3 separate regions of the Mus musculus genome follow, and regions 1 and 3 are each linked to region 2. The links are chromatin contacts, called in public Hi-C and promoter capture Hi-C maps. All regions are on one chromosome and are shown on one strand. The core of a region is the stretch at or near the end of the contact, and the rest is flanking DNA. Distances in the headings are between cores, read along the strand shown. Region 1 holds the start of Ifi35 (interferon-induced protein 35). Region 2 holds the start of Psmd3 (proteasome (prosome, macropain) 26S subunit, non-ATPase, 3). Region 3 holds the start of Dhx58 (DEXH (Asp-Glu-X-His) box polypeptide 58).

Evidence for each region. Promoter capture Hi-C pulls out the DNA fragments that hold promoters and counts their contacts. A called contact is a pair of places that touch in the nucleus more often than the background predicts.
Region 1: a contact with region 2 is called in a promoter capture Hi-C map of embryonic stem cells, with 3 times the contacts expected there. The contact joins the promoter of Ifi35 here to the promoter of Psmd3 in region 2. A contact is called at or near these places in 1 of 39 promoter capture datasets (embryonic stem cells) and 1 of 115 datasets of contacts at active chromatin or transcription factors (astrocytes).
Region 3: a Hi-C map of B cells shows a contact between it and region 2, with 6 read pairs. The contact joins the promoter of Dhx58 here to the promoter of Psmd3 in region 2. A contact is called at or near these places in 1 of 484 Hi-C or Micro-C datasets (B cells) and 1 of 115 datasets of contacts at active chromatin or transcription factors (astrocytes).

Annotation. Positions count from the first base shown.
Region 1 is chr11:101,445,880-101,449,788 of GRCm38.p6, reverse strand. It overlaps Ifi35 (interferon-induced protein 35), which reads right to left and starts at 1,377. Exons shown (of 7, transcript NM_027320.4): 1 at 1,167-1,377. The coding sequence starts at 1,187.
Region 2 is chr11:98,680,885-98,684,413 of GRCm38.p6, reverse strand. Psmd3 (proteasome (prosome, macropain) 26S subunit, non-ATPase, 3) reads right to left here and starts at 1,860. Exons shown (of 12, transcript NM_009439.1): 1 at 1,477-1,860. The coding sequence starts at 1,684.
Region 3 is chr11:100,702,775-100,706,404 of GRCm38.p6, reverse strand. Dhx58 (DEXH (Asp-Glu-X-His) box polypeptide 58) reads left to right here and starts at 2,134. Exons shown (of 13, transcript NM_030150.2): 1 at 2,134-2,234; 2 at 2,336-2,504; 3 at 2,710-2,911; 4 at 3,136-3,326. The coding sequence starts at 2,337. It overlaps Kat2a (K(lysine) acetyltransferase 2A), which reads left to right. Exons shown (of 18, transcript NM_001038010.2): 13 at 1-55; 14 at 208-322; 15 at 410-446; 16 at 581-644; 17 at 745-829; 18 at 974-1,659. The coding sequence ends at 1,167.

The DNA of each region.
Region 1 (3,909 bases), core at 128-2,627, 2.8 Mb before region 2:
TTTCTCCTCGTGCTTTTTTTTTTTTTTTTTAAAGATTTGTTTATTTTATGTATGTGAGTACACTGTTGCTTTTCTCAGGCACATCAGAAGAGGGCATCGGATCCCATTACATGTGGTTGCTGGGAATTGAACTCAGGACCTCTGGAAGAGCATTTAGTGCTCTTAACCACTGAGCCATCTCTCCAGCCCCTCTTCTCATACTCTTAAGGTAAGCAGTTTATAGACTGAGCTAGCTCTCTAGCCTTCCCTCTAGGTATCTTTGTGAAGAAGTGTAATATCCCTACATAGTAAGTGAAGGGATTAGACTGTCAACTTTAGAAAAGCTAATGTTTGGTCCAGTGCAACATGTCTGAAGAAACTAGGATCTGAAACCAGGCAGGTTGGCTCTTCAATATTGCTTTTTCCTTATTTGGCTCCAAATCGCTCCCTTTTTTTATTGTATCTGGGAGATAAATGGAAGTTTTCCGTGCCAGAAGACTAACAAGGGGAGGCAGAGCTGCTGAGGACAAGCTGCATTGGATCCCTCCTCGAAGGTGGCTGCCCACTGTGCTTCCTCCTGAGGCCTCACTGGCTGTTGGCAGGCAGACTTCACAGCTCAACCTAGCCTATCTGAGGTGGCCTCAGTCAGAGGCACTTAGAAAGACCACCTGTCCCAGAGAGGACCAATGGTCAGGTTGACATGGCATTCTGAGGGGAGGAGTTTTTGGCTGGGAAGTACCTCAGAGTATTCCCTTTGCTGTTTAGAATAGCCAGAAACCTTTGATGCTTACAGCTCTCTACAACCCTGAAGCATACATCCACATAAAGAAAGATCAAGGCCGGGCAGTGGTGGCGCACACCTTTAATCCCAGCACTTGGGAGGCACAGGCAGGCAGATTTCTGAGTTCGAGGCCAGCCTGGTCTCCAGAGTGAGTTCCAGGACAGCCAGGGCTAAACAGAGAAACCCCGTCTCGAAAAACCAAAAAGAATGATCAAGGTCCTTACTTTAGGTGTCAGAGTCCTGGTTTTGACAATAGGTAAATGACAAGATCCACAGACCAAGGTACCCTAAGCGCTCTACTTCTCTTCCACCCTTAGCAGGCTTGAGCCGAGCAGGTCTAAGCCTAGAACACTGTGTTCCCGCCCCTCCCCACATGCGACAAATGCTCCCCTGCTCCCGTACTTACAGTTTGCAGGGTCACAGACATGGCTCTCACGTCTGGCAGAAGCTGGGGCTTCAGAGCAGGGTTGGCAGTGAAGAGTTCTGAAGGACTAAACTCTTTGACCCCTCAGAGGTGGCTCTGGTCTCCTCAGCCTCCAGCAGCGTCTGAAACACACTTCCACTGCTGTTGCTTGCTTGCCGGCCTCACTTCCACTTTCATTTCTGTGAATTCTGCTTCTGAGCATACAGCCCCACCCTTGGGCGGAGCCTTCCAAGTCATCAAATCTAACTACCCAGTCAGGCATGTGCTCCTGGGACCGCAAAGGGAAGACTTTCCCAGGCAGCCAGTTCTAGCATAAACCATGGTAGGATTTTTAAGACTTCCAGACAGACAGGCTCTCAGTACTGCAGCTCTAGCTGGCTTCACACCCTTGAGATCTGTCTGCTTTTGCCTCCAAAAAGCTGTGATTAAAGAACTGTGAGTCACCCTGGAGGCAGAGGCAGGCGGATTTCTGAGTTCGAGGCCAACCTGGTCTACAAAGTGAGTTCCAGGACAGCCAGGGCTATGCAGAGAAACTGTCTCCAAAAAACCAAAAAAAAAAAACAAAACAAAAAAAACCTGTGAGTCAAGTGGCGGCGGCACATCTTTGATGCCAGCGTTCAAAGAGGCAGGTGGATCTCTGTGACCAGTCAAGCCTAGTCTACAGAGTGATTTTTCAGGGCAGCCACAGGTACACAGAGAAATCCTACCTCCAAAACCCAAAATATAAAGGGTTCAGCTGTTGAGTACCAGAGGACCCAGGTTCAACTCCCAGTATCCACATGGCTATTGGTAACCTTTTTCTTTTAAAAAAGATTTATTTATTATGTGTAAGTACACTGTAGCTGTCATCAGACACTCCAGACCAGGGAGTCAGATCACATTGCAGATGGTTTCGAGTCACCACGTGGTTGCTGGGAATTGTACTCAGGACCTTCGGAAGAGCAGTCAGTGCTTTTTGTTGGTTTTATTGTTTCCGAGACAGGGGTTTTATCTGTGTAGCCTTGGCTGTCCTGTAACCATGCTGTCTTGTAGACCAGGCTGGCCTGGAACTCCGAAACTCGCCTGCCTCTGCCTCCCAAGTGCTGGGATTAATGGCGTTGAGCCACCACTGTCTGGCGCAGTCAGTGCTTTTATCCACTGAGCCATCTCACCAGCCCAACTAAAAAGCCCTTTTATTTATTTATTTATTTATTTTTTATTTATTTTTTTTTTTTTAAGATTTATTTATTATTTATTATATGTAAGTACACTGTAGCTGTCTTCAGACACACCAGAAGAGGGCATCAGATCTCATTAAGGATGGTTGTGAGCCACCATGTGGTTGCTGGGATTTGAACTCTGGACCTTTGGAAGAGCAGTCGGGTGCTCTTACCCACTGAGCCATCTCACCAGCCCCCTTTTATTTATATGAGCACTCAGTAGCCGTCCTCAGAAACACACCAGAGTTGTGAATCAGATTCTAATTACAGATAGTTGTGAGCCACCATGTGGTTGCTGGGATTTGAACTCAGAGCCTCTGAAAGAAGTCAGTGCTTTTTTTTTTTTTTTTTTTCGAGACAGGGTTTCTCTGTATAGGCCTGGCTGCCCTGAAACTCACTTTGTAGACCAGGCTGGCCTCGGACTCAGAAATCCGCCTGCCTCTGCCTCCCGAGTGCTGGGATTAAAGACGTGCGCCACCTTGCCTGGCTAAGTGCAGAGTTCTGAACTGTTGAACCACCAGTGTCTCCAGCCTCAGGATTTCTTTTTTTTTTTTAAAGATTTATTTATTATTATTTGTAAGTACACTGTAGCTGTCTTCAGACACACCAGAAGAGGGAGTCAGATCTTGTTACGGATGGTTGTGAGCCACCATGTGGTTGCTGGGATTTCAACTCTGGACCTTCGTAAGAGCAGTCGGGTGCTCTTACCCACTGAGCCATCTCACCAGCCCCCAGGATTTCTCTTAATGAATCTTTCACTGAGTCATTTAGCACTGACAAGACAGAAAGTACCCTGGACAAAACTCCTTAACCCTGCACTAGCCAGCACCTGAAGTTGTTCCCTTATGCTTCAGAGATGGTGCCACAATGCAACACTGGCTGGCCTCAGCCTCAGAGATCCACCTGCCTGCCTGAGTACCATCCACATACTTGTATTTTCTGAATGTGTCCATGTGGTAAGGGGTGGGAGTGGCTTCACAGCAAGGTTTCACTATCACCCTGGCTGTCTGAAACCTATCATATAGACTGGCTCTGTCTACCAACTGCAGTAGACCAGGCTGGTTGCAAACTCCCTGCTTCTGAGGACACTTGTGTTTCTCATTGAAAATGCCAGGAACATAAACGCAAGAAACTCAAGAACGAAGACCAAAGTGTGGACACTGTGCCTTCTTAGAATTGGGAACAAAACACCCATGGAAGGAGTTACAGAGACACAGTTTGGAGCTGTGACGAAAGGATAGACCATCTAGAGACTGCCATATCCAGGGATCCATCCCATAATCAGCTTCCAAACGCTGACACCATTGCATACACTAGCAAGATTTTGCTGAAAGGACCCAGATATAGCTGTCTCTTGTGAGACTATGCCGGGGCCTAGCAAACACAGAAGTGGATGCTCACAGTCAGCTACTGGATGGATCACAGGGCCCCCAATGGAGGAGCTAGAGAAAGTATCCAAGGAGCTAAAGGGAACTGCAACCCTATAGGTGGAACAACATTATGAACTAACCAGTACCCCGGAGCTC
Region 2 (3,529 bases), core at 611-3,110:
AACGGGTGCTTCGCGTGTGACAGTAACTGCTACAGTTACAGCGACTATGTATGGAGGGCCCACCATGTATTTCTATCATGTGCTAGCACAGCTCATGAGCTCCCATGTTCACAATAACCCAAACAAAACAGCTAATGCTATTAATTCACCCACACAAACAGGGAAACGGATTCTGGACTTTATATAATCTCCATCACTATACTAAGTAGTCAACAAATGCTTCTTGCATAAGTTGAACCCTATGTTCATGGATGTATTAAATGAAGACAACAAAAAGAAAATGACAATATCTTTACATACGAATGCCCTGATCCAAATTGAATACTTAAGTGATTTCAATTATGGAGCAGTTTGAAAATACACGAGGAAATATGTCAACTCTGGTTAAAAGTTTCTCCCTGTTGCTTTAAAATGCTCACATGTTCCAGAATTTCTACAGTGAATACAAACCATGAAATATTTCACGATGCTGAGTGACATTTCTGCCACTGGAAACTTTTATTTCAGGAAAGAAGACCTTTACTGTATACAGATCTTGTTACCAAGTTTAGAATGGGAGTTGATGCAGTCTATACATACTTACACTCAAAAGTACAACTCAGGGCATGACTTGGCCTATCACCATGTTTTAAAGTAGTTTCTCGTGCAGTTGAGACACACACACACACACACACACACACACACACACACAGAGAGAAAAAACTACAGATCACCCGGAAAAGTCTCATCGCGCGCACATGGACAAGATATACTAAGTGGAAAAAGTAAAAGAGCAACTTAAGCGGGACAAGGGGACAATAGGAGCCTGAGAACGGGTCTCTGGTGTTGGCTTATAGGAGTCGGGGCCACAGGTAGGCATTATAAACTAAAAGAGAAAGAAGGCAGGGGTGGGGGGGGAGGGGGTCTGATTCAGAAGTAAAAGCGTGCGTGTGCTTGAACTCTTTAGGAAAGGAGGGGTAAGGTCCTTAAGAGAGTGGAAAAGTGCACCGGGACTTTTAGTTTAGATGCTTCAACTACAGAAGGAAGGCAGAAGGTAGAAATGGCTCTCCGAGGGAGTTTGCTAAAGGAGCCTAGAGCTACAGAACCCATTTTTATAAACTCTTAAACTAAGAGGCTAGTGTAATCTGTTACCCTGGTTTCTCTAGACACAAATACAAATGCTACTTTCTACATAGCAATAACAGGCGCTAGAATCGGTCGGATGGAGTAGATCACTGGGAAGGACTGAAGAAAAGGCTCGGTGAGACTAAGATGCAACCCCAGAGGAGGAGAGCAGTCCGCAGACTGGAGAACAGGTTCGGTCATCGGCTGGGGTCGAGGGAGTCAGGGTGGTTGGGCGGGCACTTCTGACCCCAGCTCCATTGACCGAAGGAACCAAGGTAGGTGGAGGCTACGCAGAGGTCCCAGCAAGAAGTCGCATCACCCTGGCCGCTGTCACCGGTGATCGCGGCACGACCCCGACGTGGGCTCCCGTACCTTCTAAGGTGACAGTGTCCAGCTCTCTCTGGGAGTGCTCGGTCGCAGCTGCCTTGCCGTCTCCCTCCCCCGTGGAGCCGCTCCCAGCTGCTGCCTCCTCTTTCATCTCCACATCCTGGGGGGCCGGTGGCGGCGGTTCTTGTTCCCCTCCCGGCGGCGGCTTTGCCTTGTCGGCGCCTCGGCGCCGCGCCGAGCCCTCCTGCTTCATGGCGCCCGGGGTCGAGGCCTAGTCCGGGGACCGAAGCAGGGGCCTCGCGTAAACCCTCACACCAGAGACCAGGCACAGAGCCGGGCCTGCACACCAGCGCGGGCTCGCGTCGGGCCGCACGATGACCGAGCAGCTGCAAACTCCTTCCCGGCGCTGGGGCTTCTGGGAAATGCCAGGCATGGCGAGCAGATGGCCGAGTCCAGGGAGGGAAAATAAATCAACAGCCGAGGTGCACGATGAAGGCGGATCTTCTAGGAAGTGGGAGGAGTCTTCAAGAAACGATGAAGGCGGACCTTCTAGGAACTGGGAGGAGTCTGCAGGAATTTGTGGGACCTGAGAGTGGTGATTTTATCTTCCTCTCTAGTGTACATCTTTGGATGTCCGCGAGAGGTCACTTTAGACTCCAAGCTGGGCTACAACAGACTCTAACATGTAAGTGGGTAGGACCTATCGGAGCTCAGATGGGGATGACATCATGAGTTGCCGGGCAGATTCCTCTCCACCCCCCTAACCCCCGCCCCGGTCAAGCTCTCCCAGTTTGCGCGGGTCAGGTCCCCAATGAAATCCGCCAGGCTCGTGCTCTCAACGCCCGCCAGATGCTTCCAGCACCAGAAAGAAAAGGAGCTTGTGGACGTGTAGCTAGGCTGTTTGGCTTTCGATAAACTGAGCTCAACCCCCAGGGCATCCGAACTTCCTTGTCAAATTTTTGTATAATGCTGAGTATAAGGCATACCTTCTCTGCAGCCTGGGAATGTGGGGGTCGTGTGTATTTGTGTAGAATTAGTCAAATTTAATAATAGGAGTCCACGTTGTATACTGCTCAGGGCCAGTATATATAAGATTGTTGAAAAACCCAACATGCCCAGCGTGGTGGTGCATGCCTTTTATCCCAGCACTCAGGAAGCAGAGACGGGTGGGTTTCTGTGAGTTCGAGGCTCAGCATGGTTTACAGAGTGAGTTCCGGGACCACCAGGGCTACACGGAGAAACCCTTTCCCGAAAAAGTAAACAAACAAACAAACACCAGCTCAAGAATGTAATGTAGGGCTAGGTGTGGTACATAATTTTAATCTCAGTGGTACACAACTTTAATCTCAGCACTAGGGAGATCTTTGAGTTCAAGGCCAGCCTGGTCTACATAGCAAGCTCCAGGACAGCGGGAACTACACAAAAAGACCCTGTCTCCAAAAAAAGAAAAAAAAAAGAAAGTAATGTTGAGGGGGTGGTGAGATGGCTCAAGTGAGTAAAGGTGCTTGCCAAGTATGAAGACACGAGTTTGATCCCTGGGTCCCATGGTAGAAGGAGAGAACTGAGTCTCACGCTTTTCTCTGACCTCCATAAGCATGCTGAGGCTCGAGTTCCCCTCCCCCATAAATAAATGCTTTTTTTTTTTTTTTAAAGGTTTTTCTGTATTGCCCTGGATGTCTGGGAACTCACTCTGCTTCCCAAATGCTGGAATTACAAGCATTTGCCACCACTACTAAGCATAAATGCTTTTTTTTTTAATTAGATATTTTCTTCACTTACATTTCAAATGCTATCTCCAAAGCCCCCTATATCCTTCCCCCTTCCTGCTCCCCAACCCACCCACCACAGCTTCCTGGCCCTGGCATTCCTCTGTACTGGGGCATATGATCTTTGCAATATCAAGGGGCCTCTCCTCCTATTGATGGCCAAGTAGGCCATCCTCTGCTACATATTCAACTAGAGACACAAGCTGGGGGGTGGGGGTACTGGTTAGTTCATATCGTTGTTCCACCTATAGGGTTGCAGACCCCTTTCGCTCCTTGGGTACTTTCTCTAGCTCCTTCATTAGGGGCCCTGTGTTCCATCCAATAGCTGACTG
Region 3 (3,630 bases), core at 885-3,384, 2.0 Mb before region 2:
GAATCCCCGAATCCCCTACACAGAGCTGTCCCACATCATCAAGAAACAGAAAGAGGTGTGTATGTCTATGTGTGGTAGAGACAGGCCAGGTTTTAGGTTCCTGCCCTGCCTCTTAGAAAAAGCCAAAAGTAAATGTTACCATTTACTGACCATGGTCTTGGGGGTGATTGGGCCTGAGTTGGCCCCCTCAGAACCTCGCTTCCTCAGATCATCAAGAAGTTGATTGAGCGCAAACAGGCACAGATCCGCAAGGTCTACCCTGGACTCAGCTGCTTCAAAGAGGGAGTGAGGCAGATCCCGGTGGAGAGCGTCCCTGGCATTCGTGAGCAGGGGCCTTGGCTGAGAGGGCAGGGGGGCATTCTCAGGGCATGGGTAGGCATTCTGAGGGATGCTTTCTCCCCCTCTGCAGGAGAGACAGGCTGGAAGCCACTGGGAAAGGAGAAGGGGTAAGTGTCCATTCAGTCAAGGGGGAGTGACCACAGGAATGGAGGCGTGTGTGCGTGCGTGTTTGTGTGTGTGTGTGTTTGTGTAGTAGGGCAAGAAGGACCCAGACCTCAGCCTCGGTATCTGTCATTTCCAGCAAGGAGCTTAAGGATCCTGATCAGCTATATACGACCCTCAAAAACCTGCTGGCTCAGATCAAGGTGGGAGGCCAAGGTCTTCTTGTCGGTAACTGAAGTGGGTGGCGGTCTTCGGTTGGGCGGTGAACACTGGGCCTGTCCTCAGCTCCTCTCTTCTCTCTAGTCACACCCCAGTGCCTGGCCCTTCATGGAACCTGTGAAGAAGTCAGAGGCTCCTGACTACTACGAGGTTATCCGTTTCCCCATTGGTGAGGACCCTTGTACTCACTCCCCAGCCTAAGCCCCCAGTCTTGACAGGGTAGCCTGACTCCTGTCTGCATGTACCATGGTGGGCAGCCCCAGTTACAGCCCTTCACCTCTTAAAGTCATGTGCCTTCTCTCTCGTGACCCAGACCTGAAGACCATGACAGAACGGTTGCGCAGTCGCTACTATGTGACCCGGAAGCTCTTCGTAGCTGACCTGCAGCGGGTCATCGCCAACTGCCGGGAGTACAATCCCCCAGACAGCGAATACTGTCGCTGCGCCAGTGCCCTGGAGAAGTTCTTCTACTTCAAGCTCAAAGAGGGAGGGCTCATCGACAAGTAGCCCCCAGCTGGGATCCGCAACATCCACCTCCATCTCCTCAGATCCGTTTGGGGGCTCCCGGCCCCCTCTCCCGGACTCAGCTGGAGAAACTCCAGCCAGGGACCCCAGATCTTACAGACTTTCTGGCCAGCAGGCACTCACTCCCAAGCCAGCAGCTCTCTTTCCACCTTCCTTGCATCCCACCTTGGGGAGACGTCTGGTCTGGGGCCAGCCCGTTGTAGAATGTCTGGTGGCCAGGGCATGAACTGTTGGTCCTTATAGAGCCATGCAGGCTGAGCATCCTGAGCCTGGTCCCCATGCCTGTTTCCCAGGGCCAGGACTATTCAGTGAGTAGCCTTCACATGGAAACAGCCCAGACTGGAGGAACCATGAGGGGCCTTGGCTTATCCTACACTGTTGTCTATCTGTCCCTCCAGGATTGGGGGCAGGAGGACCATTCATTCCTTGGCATTAATCCCTCGGAGGGAACAATAAAGCTTTTTTTTTCCCCTGTGTGATTGTTTTTTGGGGGGGGGGTCCGGCTTTAGACTTAGCAGGCTGACCTTTGCTTCTCGAGTCCTGACTCTTCTAACCTGAAAGCCTAACTTCAGGCTACACTGGTGCCACTGACCCCTGCAATATATAGTGGGGTGATGGACCTGGCTGACTGCCGTCCCTCACCTCCTCTGCTTCAATAACTTCCAGCCTGTCTCCCCTGCAAAGGGAGAGCAAGAGCTTGTCCTTAATGCCTGCCTATTTCCTGACTCCTGGTCCAGGAAACAGGCAGCCAAGGTCAGCCCCTCCAGGCCTTAAGCTCAGCCCAGATGGACAGGGTTACTGCCAACTGAAAACAGATGAGGAAATAGGGAACCCAGGAGCAGTGACTGTCAGCATCTCCCTTGCCAGTCTTCAATTTTTTTTTTTTTTTTTTTTTTTTTTTGATGGCTGGGTTGGGCTCCAGCTCTGGCTGGCTCCTCCCCTTGTTTCAGTTTCATTTCTAGAGCTCCAGAAACCTCCGCAGAGACCAGCCTAGTCTGCTGCTATTCATTTCCAAACCCCATCCTAATCCTGGCCAGTGCAGGCTCCAGGTAGTTATCTACGAGTTCTTGGCTAAGAACAGCCTCTGAAGCTTACTGGGCTGGCTGGGAGGAAGGGGACAGTACGTGTTCTGATCTCTCTGCCATTCCAGAATGGAGCTGCGACCCTACCAGTGGGAAGTGATCTTACCTGCTCTGGAGGGCAAGAATATCATTATATGGCTGCCCACGGGTGCTGGGAAGACCCGGGCAGCTGCCTTTGTAGCCAAGAGGCATCTAGAGACGGTAGACAGAGGCAAGGTGGTGGTACTGGTCAATAGGGTGAGTGGTCTGCCCTTCCCAAAGTGGGGTCTCTTAGCTCATCTCTTCTAGACGACCGCTCTGCCAGGTCTCCTCTCCTTGGTTCAGGAGATGGCTGGGTCCTGACATCTTGCTCCTCCCACCTTCCCCCACCCCAACTCCCAACAACTGCCATTTTCCACCCCCCACCCCAATCCAAGTTCTCTTCATTACTCTTCACTCCTAGGTACACCTGGTGAGCCAGCACGCCGAGGAGTTCAGGCGCATGCTGGATAAACACTGGACTGTAACAACCCTGAGTGGGGACATGGGATCCCGAGCTGGCTTTGGCCTGATGGCTCGGAGCCACGACCTGCTCATCTGTACGGCAGAGTTGTTACAGTTGGCACTCAACAGCTCTGAGGAGGATGAACACGTAGAGCTCAGAGGTGAGGGGGAAAGCCGTGACCTGCTCACAGGACGTGCTCCTGGGCAAGCAAGCCTCCTTCCTCTAGCCCAGCCTCGCTTTCATTCCTACCTGCTCCCTGTCTGGGACCCAGCCCAAAGTAGGGAAGGGAAGAGGAAAACTTCAGAGAAAAATGAGGGCTTCACAAAAGTGCTATGAGAAAGAAGCAGCAGCAGCAGCCGTCCACTGTCTCTCATGTGCCCCCAGAATTCTCGCTGATTGTGGTGGACGAGTGTCACCACACCCACAAGGACACCGTCTACAACACCATCTTGAGCCGGTACCTAGAACAGAAGCTGAAGAAGGCAGAGCCCCTCCCCCAGGTCCTGGGTCTCACAGCCTCCCCAGGCACTGGAGGGGCCACCAAGCTCCAAGGGGCCATTGATCACATCCTACAGGTCAGCTGAGCCCCTCCCACCATAGATCTTTGCTTGTCTTGCCTCCCAGTCCTACCAAATATACTCTTCATACTATGGCTATGCTCGTCTCTTCCGCTACCTTGAGCATATGAGGCTTGTGGGACCCTTTGAACTTACTATTCCTTTTGCCTGGAAATGCCCTTGCTTTTGAACCTCCATCAGATTCGTTTTCACCATTCAGTGAACAGCCCTGTCATTGTCACAGTCTCCCCTGGCCATCCCCACTACTCTGTCATAGAACTAATTTTAATTATTTTCGGAGTTCGTTCGTGCTATAAACTGG